2 separate regions of the Mus musculus genome follow, and region 2 is linked to region 1. Evidence: chromatin contacts called from public HiChIP or PLAC-seq data. All regions are on one chromosome and are shown on one strand. Each heading gives the region's core, a stretch centred on a gene start, on an enhancer-like site or on the middle of the called end of the contact. The rest is flanking DNA. Distances are from core to core; before and after follow the strand shown. Region 1 overlaps Kat2b (K(lysine) acetyltransferase 2B). Region 2 overlaps Fem1a (fem 1 homolog a).

Region 1 (5,118 bases), core at 835-3,334:
GTGGCTAAGGACACCCCATGATGCACGGGGTTTCCCTCAGGTTAGTGTGCAAGTGTAGGGTAGGGAGCATACGTGAGCAAATGGAGTTTCAGGTGTGAAGAGCACTTCCGGCCCCTGTGCATGCCCAGGAAAATGTCAACCAGAGTGTCCAGTATTGATACTGTTTGACAAATTGTCTACCCTGAAAAGGGGGAAATAGTCTTTTAAGAAACAGTCGGTGGAAGCTGGGGTGTATCTCTGTAATACAGTGTTTGCCTAGAATGTCAAGGCCCTGAGTTGTAACCCCAGCAACAGAAAGAAAAGTAAAAATAAAAATTGAAAATATTTAAAAAAAAAAAAACAAACCAGTGAATTTCATTGTCCTTGGCTGCCAAGAACACATTTCTGTCTCGTGCTTTGATCTGCAGCTATCAAGCCCTCCACTTGGGCCTTCATTTCTTCTTCCAAATGTTAGAGCCTGGTCCCTGCTCTTAGAGATAAGAGGTCCCCTTGGAAACACCTCTTCTATAGCTCTTGGTAATTAGGCGTGACAGCTGCTAAGAGAACTCCTAGCAGGGTTAGCCTAGCAGCTTTAACTCAATAACAGCTGGAGGACAACCTTTTAAGGAGCCCTCTGCCAAGCCAATTACCACAGCAGCCAGCAACCTTGGCACCAAGGAAGAGCCAGCTGTCCAGGTGACGTCATCTCCCAAACAGCAAATCTATGCAGAGGAGACACATCCAAGGAGGAAGAAAATGCTCTCTAGAAGCCTGAGACAAAAAGTGGCTTTGTTCACATGAGAGGCTCCTGGACATGCAGTGATTTTCTTACTGTGAACAGAAGACAGACACTGGAGAGACTCTAAGGAGCTGAGCTGGATAGACATGTGGTCACATCCAGATGACAGACAAACAAGAGGGACAAGGGATTGCAGTTTGCTTAGTGTTAACGTGTAAGCATTTGTGTGATATTTGGAGGCCACCCAGGGAAAGAGAAGACAGCCATGCTGTCTAACAGAATTCTGTCACACTGAAACTACTAGACTAATTCAAGTAGGTAGAAAACTCAGGAAGAGCACACCGATAAAAGTGACTTCTCAGCCCTCAGACTCAGACCAAGCATAGGAACACGGTGGTAGGAAATGATGACTCTAGACTCATTCGTGGTAGCATTTCTGTGCCACGCCGCCATGCTAGAGAAACTCCTGCATCTCTATCTTCCCTTCTTCACCTTGTACGATGTACGAGGAAGGGATGAGCTGAGAGCCAAACTGAGCAGGGCTCTTTCTACAATGCAGAACCATAGATCCTGTCCTGGCAGGTACCTGAGCATGAGATTGGGGGCAGGGGTGAGGAGGCAATGGGAATTGTATTGTCTACATCCTAGCTCTGAAATTTGACAAAGGTATACTATTTAAAAGTCAAAAGGCCAGAGATAATGACTCGTGGCTCAGCGGGTGTGGGCGCTTGGCACCAGGCCTCAAGATCTTATAGATTGATTCCTGGAACTCACATGACAGGAGGAGAGAACTGACCCCAAAAACTTGTTCTCAGCGTAGCACACTGTGGTACATTTACATCTACACATAAACACACAAGGAGGAAATAAACAAACATTAAAAAAAAAAATAAAAGTCGGAAGTTGATAAGACAATTCTGTCGGAGGATGGAGAGACAACTCCAAGTTAAGAGCACTGGCGCGCTTTCAGAGGACCCAGGTTCTATTCCCAGCCCCAATACAGAAGCTGACAAATGTCTGTAACTCCACTTCATGGGAGTGAAATACCCTGCTCTGGACTCCACGGGCACTGAACTCACACAGTGCACAGACATGACAGCAAAACTCCCATATACATAAAAAAGCTAAAACTTTTTTTAAAAAATTAAAAGACCAGCACTTGGGAGGCAGAGGCAGGCGGATTTCTGAGTTCGAGGCCAGCCTGGTCTACAGAATGAGTTCCAAGACAGCCAGGGCTACACAGAGAAACCCTGTCTCAAAAAACCAAAAAAAAAAAAAAAAAAAAAAACTAAAAGAAGTTAGGATACACTTCAATGACAGAGTAATTGCAGCACATGAAAGGCCTAAGGATCAGCCCAGAGCTGCCAAAGAAGAACAAGAACAAGAGGAGGAGGAAGAGGAAGGGGAGGGGAAGGGGAAGGGGAGGAGGAGGAGGAAGAAGAAGAGAATTTCAAGAAGTTGAAGAAAAAGGAGGAGAAGGAGGAGAAAAAAGAAGAGGAGGAGGAAGAAGAGGAGAAAGAAAAAGGCTACAGACAATGAGGATGACTAAGGAGAGGGAGGGGGAGAAGGGGAGAGGAGAGAGGGAGGGGGAGAGGGAGGAGGAGAAGAAGAGGAAAAGGAAGAGAAAGAGAAAGAGGAAGAAAGGAGGTGACTCACGCCAGCACTCAGAAAACTGAGCTAGAGAATCACCATAAGAGACTGGAGAAATGGCTCAACAGTTAAGGGCCCTTGCTGCTCAAGCAGAGGACCTAGGTTCAGTACCTCACAGAAGGCAACACACCAGCTGTCTAACTCTAGCTCCAGGGGATCTGATGCTCTCGTCTGGCCTTTCTGGGCACCAACGCACATATTCACACAGACACACAGACGTAAAATTAAAAATTAAATCTTAATAAAAAAAACTGAAATAAAAATGCTCAGAATCATTAATGATGAGGAAATGCAAGCCCTACTGGGGTGTCCTGCAGCCTCATTAGCAAGCTAAAAGGGAGAAATTGGAGCATGGCTGGATAGGATCTAGAAACCACTTGAGGTGGAGACCAGCAGGAGCAGCTGAGGTGGAGAACAGTAGGACAGGACCTCGAGCATCAAGAAGGCACTGCCAAAATTCTGAAAATTCTACTTATGAGCATATATTTTAAGAAATTGAAGCAGGAATGTCCTTGCTGAGATGTATGGGACCTTCGGTTCTAGCCTCAGCAATCAAGAAAACTATAACAGGAAATCAAAACACATATTTGTCCACCCACATTCCAGCTGCCTTCTTTATTTAGCACAATAGCCAAAAGTCAGAAGCGATAAGTGGTGAATAAGTAAATATAACCTGGTATATGCAAGCAAATGCATGCTATTTGAAAAACTGTGCATATATATATATATATATATATATATATGTTATATAGATACAGTGTGTTCAAGCATGCATTTGTATGTGTATGTGTACATGAGTGCTTGTATGATTTGACCTGGAAAGGAAAAGAAAACATGATTTAGCTACAATGTGAAACTTGAGGATATTCTGCTAAGTAAAATAAACCAGTCACAAGGGACAAACTCTGTATGACGTCACTTCTATGAAGAGCCAAGTTTATAAAGATACAAATGAAGTGGTGAGTGAATATGATTAATACCCATTATATACATGTATGAAATGTGAAAAGTATTCATAAAAAGGAGAGCAGGACCAGCAAGATGGTTAAGCAGGCAAAGTCATTCCTGTACAAGGAGGATGGCCTGAATCAATCCCAGAATCTCTCATGGTGTGACAGTTAATGGTATAAATTTATCCTCTGACCTGCACCATGTGCCCAAACTCACTATCTATTCATCTATCTACCCATCCATCTATCTATGTCATATGCAGACACTCCCTAATAATATAAGAAATAAGGGGGTGGGGAGCACACAACTTTAATCCAGCACTTGGGAGGCAGAGGCTGATGGATCTCTGAGTACTAAGCCAGCCTGACCTACAAAATAAAGATAGCCAGAGGCACACAGAAAAACCTGGCCTTGAAATACCAAAAATAAATAAGAATATCAAAACCTTTAAAAGTAGATAGCAGTTATCAGGTGTTAGGAAAAAGAATTGGTGCTTAATTCTCAGACTTTAATCTGTTCATTCATTTTACAAGCTAAGTTTTGTTTGGTGGTTGCCAGTGGTGACTTCTGGAAGATTTATTTATGTCTGTCTGTCTGTCTGTCTGTCTACCTATCTATCTATCTATCTACCTACCTACCTATCCACCCATCTATCTATGTATCCATCTCTCTATCTATTTACCTATTCTATTCATTTTATGTATATGTGTGTGCCTAAGTGTATTATGTGTACTATGGACATACAGGTACCACAGAACTCAATAGAAGAAGAAATCAGATGAACTGGAGTTCCAGGTGGTTGTGAGTAGCCTGACATGTGCTGGAAACTGAACTTAGGTCCTCTGCAAGAGCAGCCAGTTTTCTTACTGAGCTATCTCTCCAGCTCCCAATATTTCTTAATGTTACTGAACTATAGCCTTAAAATGGTCATGATGGCAGTGTTCTGAGTATCATTCTGTAGTTCAGGCTCGATTAGAACTCACAACCCTGGGGCTGGTGAGATGATTCGACGGTTAAGAGCACTGACTGCTCTCCGAAGGTCCTGAGTTCAAATCCCACAACCACATGGTGGCTCACAACCATCTGTAACAAGATCCGACGCCCTCTTCTGGAGCGTCTGAAGACAGCCACAGTGTACTTACACATAATAAATAAATAAATCTTTAAAACACAAAAACAAAAACAAAAAAACAAAAAACAAGAACTCACAACGCCTCTCCCCGTTAGTCTCTTTCTCTACTTGACAGCAGCTATAGTTACCTAGGAAGAAGAGTCTCAATTGGAAAAAGCCTGCATAAAACTGGCTTGTAGGCCAGCTTGTAGCACAGTTTCTTAATTAATGATTGATGGGGAGAACCCTTCAGGTAGGGTCAACTTTGGTCAGGTGGTCCTGAGGTATAGTAGAAAGTAGACTGCGCAAATAATGGGCAGCAAGCTAATAAGCAACATTCTGCCATGGCCTCTGCATCAGCTCCTGCCTCCAGGTTCCTGCCCTGACTTTCCTGGATGATGGATTGCAAATGGTAAGATTAAATAAACCCTTTCCTCTTCCAGCCTCAATCTCCAAAATGTTGGGATTCCAGGAATAAGCTATCATACGATGCTAAGATTCTACATTTTTAAAAGTTCTCTGGTTATGAAGAGATGGTTCAGAGGTTATGAGCACTTCTTGACCTTGCAGCAGATCCATCGAGAGTTGGTTCCCAGCACTCACATGGGTGGCTCACAACCATCTGTAACTTCAGGATGATGTCCTCTCTGACCTCCACAGACATTACGTATGCATGTAGTGCATGCAT
Region 2 (5,118 bases), core at 1,897-4,396, 2.7 Mb before region 1:
AGATGATTTGGTGGGTAAAGTGCTTGCCGCACAAGAGGACTTACGTCTGAATATGAATAAAACAGCTGGTGTTTGCCTGTGATCCCAGTGCTGAGGAGGCAGAGGCAGGAGGAAGAGGGGATCCCTGGCCAGCTTGTCTAGGCAGCTCTATGCTGCAGGTCGGTGAGACGGGCTCAAAACCAACTATGACCACTAGAGGGCTCAGGCAGCAAAGACTTGGTGCATAGCCTGCCTCCTAACATGTGCACACCCATTTCTCACCCAGGACCCTCGCTCGGGCTAGACAAGAGCTGTACCACTGAGGTGCCTCCCCACCCCGAATCTCACTTCAGGCCAGCTCATGCTAGACACATCAGCGCTTGGGAGGCCATGGGAAACAATTCTCATCAGAGTGTGCCTCAATAAAAACGTCTCAAGTTAAAAACTAAAATTTGGGGGCTGGTGAGATGGCTCAATGGGTAAGAGCACCCGACTGCTCTTCCAAAGGTCCGAAGTTCAAATCCCAGCAACCACATGGTGGCTCATAACCATCCGTAATGAGATCTGACTCCCTCTTCTGGAGTGTCTGAAGACAGCTACAGTGTACTTACATATAATCAAAATAAATAAATCTTTAAAAAAAAAAAAAAAAGAGTCGATTCTCAAAAAAAAAAAAAAAAAACTAAAATTTGGGCTGGAGAGATGGCTCAGCGGTTAAAAGCACGAGTTCAATTCCCATCTATAATAAGGTCAGATGCCCTCTTCTGGTGTGCCTGAAGACAGCTACATTGTATTTACATATAATAAATAAATAATTTTTAAAACAAACAAATAAACAAACAAAAACCCTAAAATTTATGCCAGGCCAGCCTGGGATACACAGTGAGACCCTATTTCCAAAAAACAGAAACATCCACAACAACCAACCAACCAACCAGAACTCCATATGCTCCAGTCATTCAGCTCCCACAATAAACATTTGACTTTTTTTTTTAACATTTGACTTTCAACTGATGTTTAACTTGGATTTCTGATCATCTTGGCCGCTGTTCTCTTCCTGCTGGTGAGACTTATTACCCCCTCATGATGGACTCAAGTGTGTTCAGCATCTACTGTATGCCAAAGATGCCTTCTGTGGTTCCTGCTTGTACCTTTGTGAGCTCAGAGCTTTACTCACCTGAGGTGGGGATGCTGAGGAGGTGGGCATCCTAGGTCCTCTGGGGCAGCTCCTAGAGGGGCATCCTGGAAGACGGAGGGAGAGCAGAGCCTGGGAAGTAAGCATGGAGCCTCTCAGAGACCCAGGGAAGCCAATGTTTCTATAGCATGGAGGGGGAGCACACACTAGGCCAACGAGCTGATCTCAGCTGTCAGACATGAAACCCCAGACTCCACTCTCAGTTGATCCAAGATTCAAGGTCAACTTCAGCTACAGCTACACAGTGAGTTTGAGTTCAACCTGGGCTTCGTGCCGATCATGACATGTTGAGGGGTGTGGGAAGTGCTGGGGGATGCCAAGGTAGCTGGGCAATGAAGACTTTTCCATCAGGAGGCACCATGGGCAGCAGCCTGAGCTCATGAGCACTCCCTGCCTGTCTGGTGAGAATTCCAGCCCTGGGACAAAGATAGCAACAGCTGTCACTCAGCTAGCATTCCTGAGGGGCATAATGCCCCTTCCACATCTTGCAGGCAGGAAAACTGAGGCAGAGAGGGTAGAGTCAGTCTCCAAGATTATAAGGTGAAACTGAATGTCACTGTTATGCCTGGAGTTGGTGCCCAAAGAGGGTAGTCTCCTGCCAGATGCCAGGGTGGGGCTTTTATTTTTAGCCTGTCCTGTGGACCAGGCACTTAAGCAGTCTAGGAAGGCAATCAGACTCCCAGGGAAGTGAAAGGGGTTTTCTTCTTCCTGAAGACTTAGGTCCACCACTCTTGCCCCAGGGGTTCTCAGATCCTTCACCAGATGTGGGCTGGTCAATGCCCACTTGTCAGGCTGGAATGCTGGCCAGCCCCGTGTCCACTGCTCTGTAGCTCTCACATTCTGACTTTTGTAGTCTCATAATTTTATTGCTGGTGATCCAGCCTCACTCATCCCAGTCATCTGCCACTACTGAGATTTTTTTTTTCTATAAGCAAACTTTACTGTTTTTAAAAAGTATTTTTCCCAGGGCTTGGGGTAGACCCCAGGGCTCCATGCTCACCAATGTTTACTGCTGACTGCACCCCAGGCCTGAAATAAACTTCTGGGGGGACCTCTGGAAATGGCAATGATTGTACAGCTCTGAGGATACTCTAAAAACCACTGATCTATAGATGTGAACACGGTCAGTTTTATAAACTGAGCACGCTGTCACATGGCAGTGATCTCAGCCAGGAGGCAGTTCAAGACCAGCTTGGACAACATGAAACTCTGCCTAAAGAGATTAAGAGCAAAGGGCTGGTGAGATGGCTCAGCAGTTAGCCCAGATTCCCAGAACCCACATCAGGTGGCTCACGTCCACTATAACTCCAGCTCCAGGGAGACGGACCTACGCGGCCTCTGCAGGCCCTGCGCTCAAATGCACACACCCCATCACATACACATTTTTGGGGGGCAGGGTCAAGACAGGGCTTGTCCTGGCTGTCCTGGAACTCTCTGTAGACCAGGCTGGCCTAGAACTTATAGAGACCCACCTGCCTCTGCCCGAGGCATGTACCATCACATCTGGCACACACACATAATTTTAAAAGCAAACAAGCAATTGGCTGTGAGGGAAGCACCCTGGGGAGGCAGTTCATGATCTAGGAAGGCTTCTGCAGGTCAGAGTCAATCAAGCTCACTTGGTATTTGTTGCTTGTTTTTGTCCATCTGCCTCTCGAGCTCAGGGACTGACGGTGTGTGACAGACAGCACATCTGGTTCAAGCTTGCTTCTTGACAGGATTTAACAAGTCATGAGGGCTGAGGGTGGGGAGCCCCTAGGGTGGCATCTCAAATGTGCAGAGCCAGGCCCACGTTCTCCTCTGCAGCCTTGCAAGTGCAGGCCAGACTCTGCCCCACACCTGCTGTGCTGTCTTTCATCCTGCTGGGCCCTCTGTAGATCTGACTGAGTGCCAAGTGAGGTGGTTCTGTGCTGGGCTATGTTTAACCTGGGGTCAGGACACTCCCTACTTAGAAATACCAGACACTGGTACAGCCATGTGGCACCACAGGAACGGGCTGTGCTATCTACATGAATAGAGACCAGAGAACCAGCCAGAGCTGGTTAGGGGCATGTCTCCCGCCCTTGCTCCCAGTCTAATCTGCCCACTTGCTATGGTATTGAGGGGTTAAACTGGAGTCTCACAGGCACTTACCACTGAGCCGTCTCTCCTGCACTAATCTTTTTGTTTTTTGGGGGGGGAGGGTGAGGGGGGAGTCTAAGTAGTTATACCTATCCTAGAACTACGTAGACCAAGATGACCTTAAACTCAGAAAGAGTCACCTGCCTCTGCCTCTAGAACACACCCACAATACCCTGCTTTAGTCTTTAAAATCACTGCAGCCCATTCACAGGCTACTGTAATTGGCTAAAGAGTACACAGGTGACACAGGCCTGTTCAATTACAGGTAGCATAGAGTTAAGGCTGGGTGGGCCCTGTGGTGGCTTGGCAGGAATCTGTTCTTTGATCCTGCTGTTCCACCTAGGAAGAACCTGGCTGGAGGCAGCCTCTGGGACCCGCTGTATTAACCCTCCCAGAAGAATGTTCAGGCCCCAGGTCAAATTTCCTAATTCTGACAGCATGAAGAACATGGGGTTCAAACAATTGTTCCTCTTAAATTTGAGGTCGGAAGTCAGTGGTTATGGAAGGACCCATGAGATATATGTTCAAGGTGCTGAGGTAGGGGAGTGGATCTAAACATGTCAGCCACTGAGACAGAGGGTTTGAGTCTGATATTTTCTCATGTGCTCTGTGTCCCTCCCCAGGCACACCATTAGTGTAACCTCTCTGAACTTGCTCCACCTGAGATACCTGAATGGTACTGGTTCCATCAGAAGGCAGCTGCTGTGAACCAGGTGGTACATTTGAGCACGTGGGGTGCAGCAGGGACTCAGTAAATGCTCACTAGTGCTACACTTCATAGGAGACAGTTTTGAGAGGGTAGGGAGTCTTAAAATACTCTTATTACAATACCCCCAGGCTATTCTTGAACTTACTGTCTACTCCCGTGGCCTCCAACTTATGATCCTCCTGCCTCAGCCCTGGAAGTGCTAAGATGTTGGGTGTGTGCCACCACGCATGCTTGACAGGCACTCACCTGGCTCCCGCTCTACCTAGCTACATTAAATAACAGCTAGGCAGACATCTTCACATACCTGCATTTTAATCCATAAATATCAGTGCCAAGACTCAAAGGGGTTCATGTTTGCCCTGAGCTTTGGCAGGGTGGAGCAGCGAGACCCTGCCCAGTAAGGCCTAAAGTTTGCTTATACAGAGAATCTACCTAGCACTGCAATCACACACTGACGGTCCTCAAGGGACAGTTTATGTGGCTTAAATGGCTGAGGGAGGGACTGGCCCCTCTACACATGACTTCCTATCCATGTAGCTGGCTTCTACGGCCGGGGATGAGTACCTCCTGCTTTGGCCTAATCCAGGGTGAACCACTCACCACATATGATGGAATCGAGAGCTGGTGGAGTCATAGGCAGCTGTTCAGTAACTTTTTGTGGTTCTGGGGCTGCACACAGGGTCTCACGTGGGCCAAGCTAGTACCACATGGGTCCATCGCTACCCTGGCTGGCAGCCCCCCACCTTCCCCTATCTTGGTTAGAAGCCCATCCCCAGAAGTTATTGGGATACCGGGGACTCCTCAACAAAAGAGGGGTCAGGTCCTCAGCGATGAAGGTGACAGTGTGACAAGTGTGGCACAGATGTGAACCTGGTGGCCAGGTGGCCTGGTCACCATCTGCCTGGCAGTTCCAGCTGTGTCCCAAGGTTGGGAACTGTCTGTCCATCCAGAGGGCGGGACAGAAGGCACCAGTGTCTGCCTGGCTGTGGCTCTTGCAACTGGCTCTGGGCTTTCTTGGGAGATAGTCCTCTCTCTAATCAGCACAGAACTGAGGAGGCTTCCCAGGATCTTGGTCACAGATCTGCACACACAGTTCATGCTGTTCTCAGCTGTG

What was found. HiChIP or PLAC-seq counts read pairs in DNA pulled down with a chosen protein or histone mark.
Region 2: a contact with region 1 is called in an H3K27ac HiChIP or PLAC-seq map of embryonic stem cells, with 11 times the contacts expected there. The contact joins two enhancer-like sites. A contact is called at or near these places in 1 of 39 promoter capture datasets (embryonic stem cells) and 1 of 115 datasets of contacts at active chromatin or transcription factors (embryonic stem cells).

Annotation. Positions count from the first base shown.
Region 1 is chr17:53,592,092-53,597,209 of GRCm38.p6, reverse strand. The region is part of intron 1 of Kat2b (K(lysine) acetyltransferase 2B); the gene reads right to left. Among named protein-coding and RNA genes, the nearest start is that of Kat2b, 28 kb to the right of the region's middle. Within about 2 kb of position 2,084, at least 182 of the 459 cell types and tissues checked have an H3K27ac peak or open chromatin away from gene starts, as enhancers often do. A contact at or near this core is called in embryonic stem cells, where this site is marked.
Region 2 is chr17:56,259,304-56,264,421 of GRCm38.p6, reverse strand. Fem1a (fem 1 homolog a) reads right to left here. Exons shown (of 1, transcript NM_010192.4): 1 at 814-5,118. Among named protein-coding and RNA genes, the nearest start is that of Fem1a, 5.1 kb to the right of the region's middle. Within about 2 kb of position 3,146, at least 19 of the 459 cell types and tissues checked have an H3K27ac peak or open chromatin away from gene starts, as enhancers often do. A contact at or near this core is called in embryonic stem cells, where this site is marked.